Regions from separate parts of the Zea mays genome. Here region 1 is linked to region 2. The links are chromatin contacts, called in public Hi-C maps. All regions are on one chromosome and are shown on one strand. The core of a region is the stretch at or near the end of the contact, and the rest is flanking DNA. Distances in the headings are between cores, read along the strand shown. Region 1 holds the start of LOC103647038 (RING/FYVE/PHD zinc finger superfamily protein). Region 2 holds the start of LOC100193032.

Region 1 (6,281 bases), core at 2,533-5,032, 260 kb before region 2:
TTCTCAGCTAGTTGTCTAGCAAGTTTTAGAGGAGTATCAATGTTTAGATGGCACTTTGAAGAGTTACCTTGAAAAATGTTAGAACATAATCCGTTCTTTTGACGAATTCGATATTCGACATATATCCAGAGCTGAGAATTGCAGAGCTAATACTTTGACGCAAGATGCACCAGTTTATCGGATAAAACAAGGAAGATTTCACAATGTTGAAAGTCTGATAACCAGTGTTGCGTCAAATCCCCAGGTCGCGGACCGTCCGGGCTACATAACCGGACCGTCCAGGCTACATAGCCGGACCGTCCGCGGTGAGCTCGAACCATCCGGGCAAGGAGCCCGAACCGTCCGACGTTACCAGAAACGTTTTCTTAATTAATTCGGCTGACAACACAACCGATGCAACTGATTGGATGGTGCCTATAATTAATTACCTCTGTAATCCTAATATTAGGACAGACAGGAATGTTCGACGTATAGCTTTCAAATATGTTTTAATTGATAATGAACTGTATCGCCGAACAACTGGTGATGTCTTGCTTAAATGCTTAGACCCTGATGATGCTATATTAGTCATGGCCGAAATGCACGAAGGAATTTGTGGTACTCATCAATCGGCTCCAAATATGAAGTGGCTATTGAGAAGGTCTGGCTTTTATTGGCCCGACATGATAGCCGATTGATTTAAGTACTACAAAGGATGTCAAGTATGTCAGAAGTTCGGCGATCTACAGTTAGTCCCCGCCGCTGAACTACATTCTATTATCAAGCCTTGGTCCTTTAGGGGGTGGGGTTTGGACTTTGTAGGGGAAATTCATCATTCATCATAAAAAATACATCAGTTTGTGTTGGTGGCCACAGACTACATCAAATGGACTGAAATTGTTGCTCTGAAGAACATGACACATGAGGAGGTAATTGAATTTATAACTAAGCATATCATTTATAGATTCGGCATTCCCCAAACATTGACTAGGACTAGGGGGCTTCTTTTATGTCAAAGGAGGTACGCGAGTTTGCTGAATTAAATTGCTCAATTCTTCTCTGTATTATGCTCAGGCCAATGGACAGGCCGAGTCTAGTAACAGGACATTGAATAGCCTTATAAAGAATAAGATATCTGATCATTCTAGGCATTGGTATAAGGTTCTGTTTGTCTGAGGCTTTGTGGGCTTATAGAATATCTAAACACCGTGCTACAAAGTCTTTCCTTTTGAGCTTGTTTATGGACAGGAGATTGTCTTGCATGTGGAGATAAGCCTAAATGTTGTTAGGTTTGCTAGGCATAACGATCTAACTATCAGGGACTATCATAATTTGATGATGGACGATATTGATGAAGTAATCGACAAAAGATTGGTGGCTTTAGGAGAGATTGAGAAAAACAAGATCATAGTTGCCAAAGCTTACCACAAGAAGGTCAAGGCTAAGTCATTTCAAGTTGGAGATCTGGTATGGAAGACCATCTTGCCACTAAGAAGCAGAGACCGGAAATTCAACAAATGGTCACCAAACTGCAAAGGCCCTTACAGAATTACACAGGTGATAGTAGGCAATGCCTACATGTTGCAAACCTTGCAAGGTGAGGACCTACCCAAGGCGTTGAATGGTCATTTTTTGAAGCAATATCATCCTAGTATGTGGCAAGATGCTTAGACAAACCAATGTTGTCACATCGAGTTATTTCTAGCTTGCAACAGTGCTTTTGGTTCAATCAGCTTCCCCAAAAGGTAGGGGGCATGTTTGAGCACCGTTTGTGACGCTGGGCGCGACCGAACGGTCCGGCCCTGAGGCCCGAACAATCCGGCCTGCGAACGGTCCACCCTTAGGCGTGTTAACTACTATCTCCACGCGTGTTTATCCCTCTAAACTCGTGCAAGTTATTGGAGAACGCCTAGTAACGGGTCCAGACCTCCCTTATATATTTCAAGGGGTACGGTCGATTGAAACACCAGCAGTCGAATCAAAATCAATATATCTTATGTTCCTTTCCTTTTGCCCTAGGAGTAGAGAGTAACGTAGCCTTCTTCACCTCAACCTTCACCTCTCTTCGACTCTACATCGTCTGGAGGCGTCTTGAGTGGCCTGTCGATCACAAGACAAAACATAGGATCTCTCCTCCCTGACGAGGTCCCTCCCGGGGGTCGGATCCAGGTGTTGTTGGCTAACGCCGCCACCTCTGCGCACACGCAGGCCGTGCGGCCACCAGGCACGGACCATCCAGCTCAGCGGAGAGAAGACTCGGCTCCTGCCGCAGGTTGCGGACTGTCTGGTCCTACACAGCGGACCATCCACGCTGCTGCAGAGAGCACCGTTGCTGGTACTCCTCGTAGTGATTGGCGCCCAGATCATCTTCAAGAACGGGCAATAGTACACTCAAGCGAGGCAAGGCCGAGACAGTGCATTTTGAGTTTCCTACGCAGCCATTCTTACCCATCAGATAGAGTGCAGCGATCCCTAGCAATTTCAAACCGATGAAGGACCTCCTTAGCCATGGCAAGCTGCACCTTGATATTACCAATTTTTCTCTCACTCCACAAGACTTCATTGCCTAAGTAAGCTCTTTTCAAAGTTGTGTTGGCATTTTGGCAACATTTTTGCCAGCAGGATTCTACCAATCTGAAACTGTAGTTTATACACAAAATCTAACACACACAAACAAAATTCAAAAGTGTTTCAGAGTTAGAAAATTGGCACAACAATTGATAATGGAAAGGCTTAGGAGACACGGCAGTAATAGCGTGTTTCTGGACGACAAGATATTTGACTATTCTTATGCAAAACCAGGAGCTGGGGACTCGTCTCCGTCATGCCCCCCCCCCCCCCCCCCCCAAAGCTCCCCTCGAGCAGGAGCCTCGCTCCCGCCCCTGTGAAAAGAGAAAGCGTCACATGCACATAGAGTCTTCGATGCACATGGTACCTATATTAAATCACCACACGACCATCCATCCTATGTCCAACGTCCTCGCGCGTCTCCCTTTCATGCAAAAATCACGGTGCAGGTGGTAGAGGGTGTTTCTTTTGAAAAAAAAAATGCAGGGCAACAAAGAGGCTGTGGAAGGGTGTTGGATCCGGTCATAACTTAATATGTGCTACCCTACATGTTCCCTTCTCAAAATAGTACCAGCTACCAGCCCCTGCCCAAATGGGCGCGTTCTGCACAAGAATAGGATAGGTCTAATAACGCGACTCCGTCCGATTAGATTCCCCTTCCCTGCTGAAAGCCGAGCAAATGTGATCCGCATGATCTCGAACACCTTGCCGTCACAGAGTTGGTTGGCTCCACACGGATTTTAACACTCTCCGAAGAAATTAGCCAACCAAATAACGAAGAGAAATAAACGCGCCACATAAATGAAGAGGGTGGGAACTGGAGCGCGAGCTCTTACCATCTCGCAGGGTCGCAGTGCCGTGAGAAGATCCTCCTCCTCGCCGTTGTCGTCGCCGATGTCAAGATCCGCGCTCCGGAGGCCGCAACAAGGCCAGAAGGGATGCAGCGCGCGCTGCGGAAACCATGCGCCCTTCTCCCCCGTGGCTTCAGCCTCCGGATTGAAATTGAGCGGCGCAACAGCCGCTTCGAGCGAGCGGGCCTCGGCTTCCAGAGAAGGAACGTGCAGAAACGGAAGGCGAGGCCGTAGCGTCGTCTGTGGGCTTTGGGCTTCGTTGGCCCTCGGGTCCGCTGAGGTCGGCAGAAACTTTTTGATCCGAACTCCAAGCATCGTCCCGATCACGTGCCGAGAGGCGTTGGCCGTTGCCACAAATAAGGATTTTTTTTTTTTGCCACGGTCACAGATAGCGTATTTTCATTTAACACTTTTTCGTTGTCTTTATATATTTGCCAAGAGAAGATTTCTTTAAAAATAACTTTTTTCTATTTTCCACTGTCACATATATCATATTTTCATTTAACACTTTTTCCGTTGTCATTATATATTTGCCAAGAGAAGATTTCTTTAAAAATAACTTTTTTCTAATGTGGCGAGTGTTGACACATTTTTCGGGCGTCAATCACTCAACATGAACTAGCGGTGGTGCTTTCTGTACAGGGGCGGACGGTCCGTGGCCAGGGGTCGGACGGTCTGCGGCCTGACGCGAGGCTAGGGTTTCCTGCCTGAAGGTCGGACGGCCCGCGTCCTGGGGCCGGACGATCCGCGCGTGCGCAGGGGCGGCGGAAGTCGTCGACGGTACCTGGATCTCGCTCCCGGGAGGGACCCCGTCGGGGAGGAGAGATCACAGGAGATGTCTAGGCTCGGCAGGCCGACCTAGACTGCTCTAATCGACGTAGAGTCGAAGAGAAGCGAAGAATTTGGGAATTGGAAGACTAATCTAAAACTAGACTAGAACTACTCTTAAGAATAAATATAAATTGTATTGTTGAGGGTTGATTGATTGATTAAATCGGTCGTATTCCTCTGCTTTTATAGAGGAGGGGGGCTGGACCCGTTACCAACAAAATTCCGAGCTAATCCCGAGATTCTCGCCAACAAACATAGCAAGAAACTCGGAACCCTAATCTGTTCTGCGCTTGCGCGGACTGTCCGGTGCTCTTTTTAGTGCTCAACATATGCCCCCTGCCTTTTGGTGGAGTTGAGCAAACCAAAAGCAACTAACTCGATGTGATTACATCAGTTCTCTTAGGCAACTTGCCACATACTAGGATGGTACTGTTTGAGGAAACGCCCATTCAAAGCCTTGGGTAAATCCTTGCCTTGTAATGTTTGTAGTAAATATGCGTTACCAGACATTACTTGTTTTACTTTATAAGGACCCTCCTAGCTTGGCGACCATTTTCCAAACTTTCGATCTTTATTCCTTAGAGGCAGGATGGTCTTCCACACCAGGTCCCCTACTTGAAATGACTTTGCTTTGATCTTCTTGTTGTAGGCCCTGGCTACCATGATCTTGTCCTTTTTTATTGCTCCCAAAGCTATCACCCTCTTATCGGTCACCTCATCAATATTATCCATCATTGAATTATAATAATTGTCGGGGACCATAATTAGGGGTACCCTCAAGGCTCCTAATTCTCAGCTGGTAACCCCCATCAGCATAAAGCTGCAAAGGCCTGATGGGTGCGATTAAGTCAGGGATCAGTCCATTCGAGCGACTCGATCACGCCTCGCCCGAGCCTAGCCTCGGACAAGGGCAGCCGACCCCGGAGGATTTCCGTCTCGCCCGAGGCCCCCCTCCAGCGGCGAACATATTTCCGGCTCGCCCGAGGCCCTGCCTTCGCTAAGAAGCAACCCTGACTAAATCGCCGCACCGACCGACCAAATCGCAGGAGCATTTAATGCAAAGGTGGTCTGACACCTTTATCCTGACGCGCGCCCCCCCGGCTGGCAGAGCCGAAGTGACCGTCGTCACTTCGCCGACCCACTGACCGGCCTGACAGAAGGACAGCGCCGCCTGCGCCACTCCGACTGCGGTGCCACTTGACAGAGTGAGACTGACAGGCAGTCAGGCCCTGCCGAAGGCACCATAGGAAGCTCCGTTTCGCCCGACCCAGGGCTCGGACTCGGGCTAAGTCCCGGAAGACGGCGAACTCCGCTCCGCCCGACCCAGGGCTCAGACTCGGGCTAAGTCCCGGAAGACGGCGAACTCCGCTCCGCCCGACCCAGGGCTCGGACTCGGGCTAAGTCCCGGAAGACGGCGAACTCCGCTCCGCCCGACCCAGGGCTCGGACTCGGGCTCAGCCCCGGAAGATGGCGAACTCCGCTCCGCCCGACCCAGGGCTCGGACTCGGGCTAAGTCCCAGAAGACGGCGAACTCCGCTCTGCCCGACTCAGGGCTCGGACTTGGGCTCAGCCCTAGGAGACGACGAACTCCGCCTCGCCCGACCCAGGGGCTCGGACTCGACCTCGACCACGGAAGACAGACTCGACCTCGGCTTCGGAGGAGCTTCCACATCGCCCAACCTAGGGCGCAGACCAGCCACGTCAACAGGAGGCGCCATCATCACCCTACCCCGAGCTGACTCGGGCCGCAGGGAACAAGACCGGCGTCCCATCTGGCTAGCTCCGCCAGATAGGCAATGATGGCGCCCCGCGTACTCTGTGACGACGGCGGCTCTCAGCCCCCTTACGGAAGCAAGAGGACGTCAGCAAGGACTCAACCGCTCCTACAGCTATCCCTCCGCCAGGCTCCATCGCTCCTCCGATGGCCACGACATCACACCAGCTGGGTGCCAAAATCCCTCCGGCTGCCACAACGGCATGTACTTAGGGCGCTAGCTCTCCTCCGCTAGACACGTAGCACTCTGCTACACCCCCCATTGTACACCTGGATCC
Region 2 (6,928 bases), core at 1,523-4,022:
CTACTGACATCTAAAACAGTTCTGCAAATAAAGGATGGTGCCTTTTTAGCAGGAAAATACTTATAGAAAGGGGAATTTTTGATAATTGGATTGAATACAAAAGCAACATCAAGTTGTATCTATATGAGCATTGAAATTACTCTACTACATAGGCAAAAAGCTACAGAAGCCAATAGAGCCACCTGAACTAAATAAGATGTTTCTTATCTTCCCAACGGATGTCCTATTTCCAATTCGTCCTCTCATGAAGCTAATACATCAGAAAATGCCATTGTTTTATATCCTCTAGGAGATAATAATCCAGTTTTCCCTATAGAAATGTGAAAACCTATAACATGCAGTTTAAATATGAAGACTTGTTCTAATATTGTTGCTTCAAAGGCCTTCTGAAAACCAAGATAGTTCATGAAAAAATTACCTAAGCTATGTACATAAATGACCACTTTGTGAATGGCAATAATCCATGCCATGGCATTCCCAGAGTAAAAATAGTGCTATTAACTAGTAAACCAAAATAAAGGTGTTCAAACTTTATCAGATACCTAGATCATATATTTACATAGAGAAGGTACATGCATTCATGAGGTTATGCATGTAAAAGAAATCAACTTTGACCAAATGCAATAAAATAGCAGAAAAACAAATTGAACTGATGGCAGGCAAGTGAACCTGTTAAGCTGATCAATGATGGCATCATGGCATAATGTAATGAAGTATACATATTTTCGTCAAAAACCAGAAAGTGAACCTGTTAAGCTGATCAATGATGGTGTCTTTATCTTCCCATGCAAAAACCAACTCCCGTTCATCCAGTTCATCCATGATGAAAAGTTTGCTGGAGGTATGGGTCAACTTTAGTCCACGAAAATACATTAAATCATCATTACCAAACGATAAAACCTGCAGCAAGAAGCAGAACCAGAAACTTATAAGTCAGAAATGAGATCCAGTCCTCCAAGAGAACCACATAACAGTTAGTGTTCCTCAAGGTTCACATTTTGTTGGAGATTACAAGAAAACATGCAATTACCTTTTGCAAATACTTCGCATTATGAAACTCACTAAGCTTGACCAAATCCTTTGATACTATTGATTTATCATTGGGAGAATGTGTCAGATTCTCATTTTGAGATGAGCATTGCTGTTTATCCTTCCTTCGTGGAGAAGGAGGCAGCCTGCTACCACCTCCGCCAGCCCTCACTGTGGGAATACTTAATGGAGCACTCCCATATCTGAAGAAAGGATTTCTTGGGTAGCTAGAAGGCGGATGAGATGGTGATGGAGACAGAGGTGGCGATGAATAACACTCTTCATTTACTGTATTTCTCTTTTTCTCAGATGATGATGTAATATGTGGATGTATGTATGCTGTCGGAGAATTATCGGTAGGCATACATGGCTGTAGGCGTCCATGGGGTTCTGAACTCATAAGAAATGGTGATGCCGGTGGTCTAACTCCATGCCCAGTGCTCCAACTGTGCCGCCTGGTCACTGGAAAACATGCAGGTGCAATGCCATCTGAAGGTAGGGAATCAAGCTTCCTAAGAAAATCTGTTGTGGGGCTTCCGACATAATCCTTTATAAGTTCAGGTGGCATTGGTGTGGACTGCTCTGGGACTGCAGCCAACTCCAACACAGGTACATACGAAACTGACAAGCTTAAGGAACCAAGCAGAGTTTCAATCGGAGCAAATGCAAAGTGTTTCATCTCTGCATCCTCTGCGCGGGTGAATGGCTCAACAAATGATGAAATCCTGTGCAAGAGGCTTAACGGACAGATCCTTCCAGATGAATTGAGCTCCTCGAAAAGATGGTATGCTGGCAAGAGCCTGACAACCAGATACAATGACCGGAACAACACTGTCGAGCCAATGTACGCCCTCCTGTACAAGCTATGATCCTGAGAACAGCTGCTTCTAGCGTTCTTGTCAGTGTTCTTGATAACATTGCCAGACCTGCTAGTTTCGTACTTAATTACCCACCTCTCGATGATCCTGCTGGCCTCGACACTGGCGGTTCTGGTGTTGTCACGTTGCAGGAGGACAATGTCAATGACCAGAGGCTCGAGGTTGCTCTGCCTCCACAGGTCAAAATTCTCAAGCGCGGCAGGGCAGTCCCGGAGAGCAAGGTTGAACCACCGGTCACGTGGCTGGCTGCCAGCCAGTGGCGACGACGGTGGGGAGGGCAGTGTGAAGTTCCGCGACGAATCATAGGGTGAGCGCGACTCCAGGATGACGTGGAGGCTCTTGGCGAAGAATTCAGTGATCACTTGCTCCACCATTGGCGGTTCCGACACGCCGGCAACCGCAGCCATGGTTTTGTGGCTGTCCACTCAAGGGTTCAATTGAAGTCCCGAAACTTCAGAAAAACGAGCTGCGCCAGCACCATGGCTAAAATTGATCTTACTCCGTAACGAAGAACCTAATGGGGCCGCCAGTGGATGGATGCACTGAATCAGTAGGGCACCAGACAACAACAGAGATGGAGCCAATAAAGGGCATGGGCTTCGACATGCACACCCGGTAGAAAAACCGAAGTTAAGTAGGCATAATACATGTACACGCTTGTGATTAGAACAGATCCGAATACAAATAGCAAGTAGCTCAAGTTAGGGTTCGGGTGCTCAATTTTGCACACAGGGAAGGAAAGGGAAGAGAAGGGGAAGGGCCGGCGTACCTTATGTGCTGCGTTCTAGTGGCCGGCGCGACGAAGACCTGCGCAGCTGGGCGGCGGGCCGGCGGCTGCCGCCGCAGTTAAGTTATCGCGCTGGCGAGGTGTACTGGAGAAGAAAAACAGTCGCCAGGTGGGAACCCACAAGAGTAATTTTTCCGGGGCTGTTTACGGCTTGGTTCGTTGCCCGCTCTCTGGGCCGATTCCTCTCTCCTTTTCTTTTCCTGCACGTGCACGCACGTATGACTACGCTTCTTCATTGGAGAAAGCGGCCCATCAAACTGGAGAAAAACTATTCTTTCTCCATTTCCTTTTTATTTTTTTCTTTCATTTTGCCATGACACTTCGTTCTTATTTTTCTATTTTTTATGTTTTTATTGCTCTTACATTTCATTATAACTTATATCTAATAGTTATCTCTATTTTTCCAGATCCAGTAGTGGATTTTTTCATTTTTTATCATTACCGTAGGGTAAATTTTGGTATTGGTCTTTTTAACTTTATGTTCTGGTTCATGTTTTATAATCTTTTTTTATTTCACATAAATGTCATAAGCATTTTTTTACCAAATCGGTAGCATTTTTCTGGTGATATTAGAACAAATCTCTTCGATGTGCTAGATTAAATTTCTCCTAAATATGGAACATTTGGTTAGGAAACTAGGTTTTTTTTCTCATGAGGCTACAACGTTTTTCATAGTGGATCTAAAAGATTTTATTCATAGAACTAAAACATATTCTATACTTTTCTTGGTAAGCACATTTAGTTTGTAAGTAGAACATTTTCTCACGAAGGTGCAATATTTTTCTAATGTTGTTTTTATGTCTTATTTTAAAGTATAGAAGTAGTATAGAAGTCCAAAAATATCATAATTACTTATAAGTCATTAGGATATGGCTTTAAGTTGACAACTATGAAAAACCAATAAGATATGCAATCAAACACTCAAAATCTACCCCAATCCTTCAATTACTTTTTTCTTTGAAACACGGACCTTTCAACATGTTGGCAAATCATTTCAACAAAGGTTCCCAAAAATGAACAAGTGTTGACGTTTCATGCGAGTGTCAGCTTATGATTAAATGTATATGCTCAGCTAGCTTAGCATTTAGCTATCTTGAGAAGCTACCCTATCACATCCTCTATCTCATCTTATATTTCAAACTCCACTCTACAAATAGTATCGTCTACAGTGCAAATTCTCTATTTTACATGATCTACTGCGGACAGCCTTAGAAATCCATGGTTCATAATGGTTCGTGTAACGTGCCCTAAACACAGTCGGGATGTATATTCTTGCTTTTGAGCACGAGGGACTCAAAGTTTGCATTAGGATTACTAACATGTGAGAGTATGAGTATGAAACCTAAGGTTGACCAACACATCATGTGTATAGCCATGTAAAACACGATTTTGCACTGTAGGCAGCATTGCTTACGGAGTAGTGTTTGAAATAAGTACTGTGATAGGGGATGAGATAAGAAAGCTGCTGGAGATAGCCTAAGGAAGTAAGGGGTCAAAGGTTTCGAGGAAGGTCGATGAAGAAGATTTTTTTCTCTTTCATATTTATGAATGTGGAGGGCAAGGAAGTGCTAGAGAGACATGTATGAATACAATTGGTTTCCTATGCGTAATAAAGGCTACGACTTCACCTATTTTGGTTTTAAGAGCAAACTTAATAATATAGTCAACTGCTGGCTATAAGGATCTTTGCAGGCTACCTTATATCTGATATGTATAATAATTAGCCCTTCACAATTTATGCATGGTCCATTTGTCTCTCTCACAAGTTTTTTGGTTCTCGTGTCTAAGCTGACTGTAAGTTTATAGTCCACTTCTCCTTCCTCTCCTCTCCTTTGCTCCCTCTCTCTCTCTCTCTTCCAAATTAGCATTTAGCCTTCTTACAACATGTTATTATATTTGCTCTAAAATAGAAGTTTGGTAGAGGATCACATCCTTTAATTGTAGTTAAATACCACATATGTCATTTTTTGTTATTTAACTAAAATTTTGTTCAACTTTATCTGAGCCCAGCCGTTGGAGGGAGCTAGGACAAGCCAAAATTTTGATGCTTTGCCACCATTTACAAAAAAAGAGGTCGGGCTCCTTCAAGCTTCTAACTAGGATATATTTTGTTCAACCCCCTCCCGATAGAGATGGTAATGGGTACCTGAAACCCAAATACCTGGCCGGTTTTATCCGATATGATTTTTTACCCGTATGTATGTTAGTTGGCAAGAACCTCTACTCGTTGGTTAGACGGGTACGAGTACGGATGGGTACTACCCATATCCGTGTACCAGTGAGTAAAAAATACCTGCATCATACCACTATTATCATATAATAAATCCCATCTTAACTAAAAGAAAATCCTTGTTCGACTTGTTTTTTTAATTACTAAGTTATGTAACCATATGTTTATTATATTTGAGGTTAAACTTATTTTTTATAGATTTGTTTGACATTTCGAGTGATTAACTAAAAGGAACGTGGACAACTAAGTGGGGATGAATTAGAACTTCTATTTTTCTCGATCTAAACTAGGCCAATAATAAATCTCTTAAACAAAACCTATACAAATAACCAAACAAGAATGTACACTTTGGTTTTATCTAAATGTTTCTATCTCTACCACAATCGGAGTTATGCAACCTTAGTTCTAGTCCTACCAATGAGCATATGTCCTAAGCTAAGAATGGTAAAGAGCACAACTTAAGGAAACAATAAATGTGAAAGCTAAAGAGTGGTAGAGAATATAAACTCTCATAGACGTGACGATATTTTTATCGAGATATTAAGAACCACGCAAGGTTCTTACTAATCCTTGTTGGTACCCCTACGCAAAGGGAAGCCCATGCGAGGGTCAAGCTATAGGATTATGGAGAGGCTACACTAGCGCAAAACAAAATTTTCAACCTCACAAAATAGAGATCTACTGCTATTATAGGTCACAGGATTACCACTAGACGCACAAGACAGCAGAAACTGTCTTGATGCAGACGAACGCATCAAGCAGTGTCGTGTAGTCGTCAACGTCCTTCACGTCCTCGCGCGGTTAGCCTTAGTGCTCTAGATGCAGCACCTCTGAGGTATCCACACGTATAGGGAAGAAGCGTTGCGTACTGGACTGCTAGGTCCATAGTGGTGGTGTGGCGAGGGCGAGACAAGCACGACGGCTGGTGTGCTGGTGGGCGAATTAGGTTAATCCTAACTATGCCTCCACCCCTCATTATATAGGTTTCTTGATGGACTTCTGTCACACCCGGTTTTAGAAGGTAAACCGAATGCGAACCATGTACGTGCCAGGATCAGCAATTCACGTACACAGCAGTTACATAACATGGACATCATCACACAATACTCAAATAGTATTAAAAAGGGGAATAATAGTCGATTACATCATATGCCTGAGACATCCACATAGTCTTTACAATAAATCAAAGTGCGGAAAAGAAACATAGATAAATGCGGCCTTCACAGGCAGCCGACTGGGGGTTGCCGTTAACCCACGCCTAGAACTCGTCGTAGTCTTGGAACTCCTGGAAGTCTCCTTCCACGGCTTCATCTTCTCCTGAGCAGTGGTTGCAATGCTGACAACCTGGGGGGGTTTGGTGTGTAGAGCAAGGGTGAGTACACATCAACATACTCAACAAGTGTCCTGTTTGGCTATAGTGGACTAGCTTTATGTGGGGGATAAGTCAAGCAGTTGCTTTTAGTAGTTCAGATTATTATTACTAGTAGAGAAAGCCAAGTTTTATGATTAACCCACGTTATTAACCCAAGCGTACTCCTTTCCAAACGGAAAGAGCACCACTTACCATTACCAGAGTCAATACCAAGAACCATTAATCTCATTGCCACCTGCAAATCCGAACATCTCTGATCAAGTACCACTAATCACTGGAGCTCCCTTGGCCGCTCATAACCGCGAGCACGGCTGATATATCAGTTTTCAAACACTCTACAGAGGTTGTGCACTTTACCCACAAGCTGTGATTCCCTTTCTGCCCGGAGATCATGACTCTCCATTGATCACTACCAAGGTGACCCAGCAGGGCATCACTACGCAGCCTTTACAAAGATTTCCCGAGGCTGTAGCCACCCGTTAGGTTTCCTAAATGCACCGCACTCCTCCCAAAGGGGCGAACCCAAGCTTGGCAGAGCGAGCCGCATACACCGAGCCCCATTGACGGCACGACGGCTAAGCGAACTACACCCCGGATCCTCTAATTATTCAGCTAAGGGCACCCCATTCCAC

Evidence for each region. A called contact is a pair of places that touch in the nucleus more often than the background predicts.
Region 1: a Hi-C map of leaf shows a contact between it and region 2, with 4 times the contacts expected there. The contact joins the promoter of LOC103647038 here to the promoter of LOC100193032 in region 2. A contact is called at or near these places in 2 of 25 Hi-C or Micro-C datasets (ear and leaf).

The regions. Positions count from the first base shown.
Region 1 is chr2:144,685,534-144,691,814 of Zm-B73-REFERENCE-NAM-5.0, reverse strand. LOC103647038 (RING/FYVE/PHD zinc finger superfamily protein) reads right to left here and starts at 3,782. Exons shown (of 7, transcript XM_023301652.2): 1 at 3,384-3,782. The coding sequence starts at 3,713.
Region 2 is chr2:144,427,388-144,434,315 of Zm-B73-REFERENCE-NAM-5.0, reverse strand. LOC100193032 reads right to left here and starts at 2,772. Exons shown (of 4, transcript NM_001358526.1): 1 at 2,677-2,772; 2 at 1,031-2,421; 3 at 749-900. The coding sequence starts at 2,314.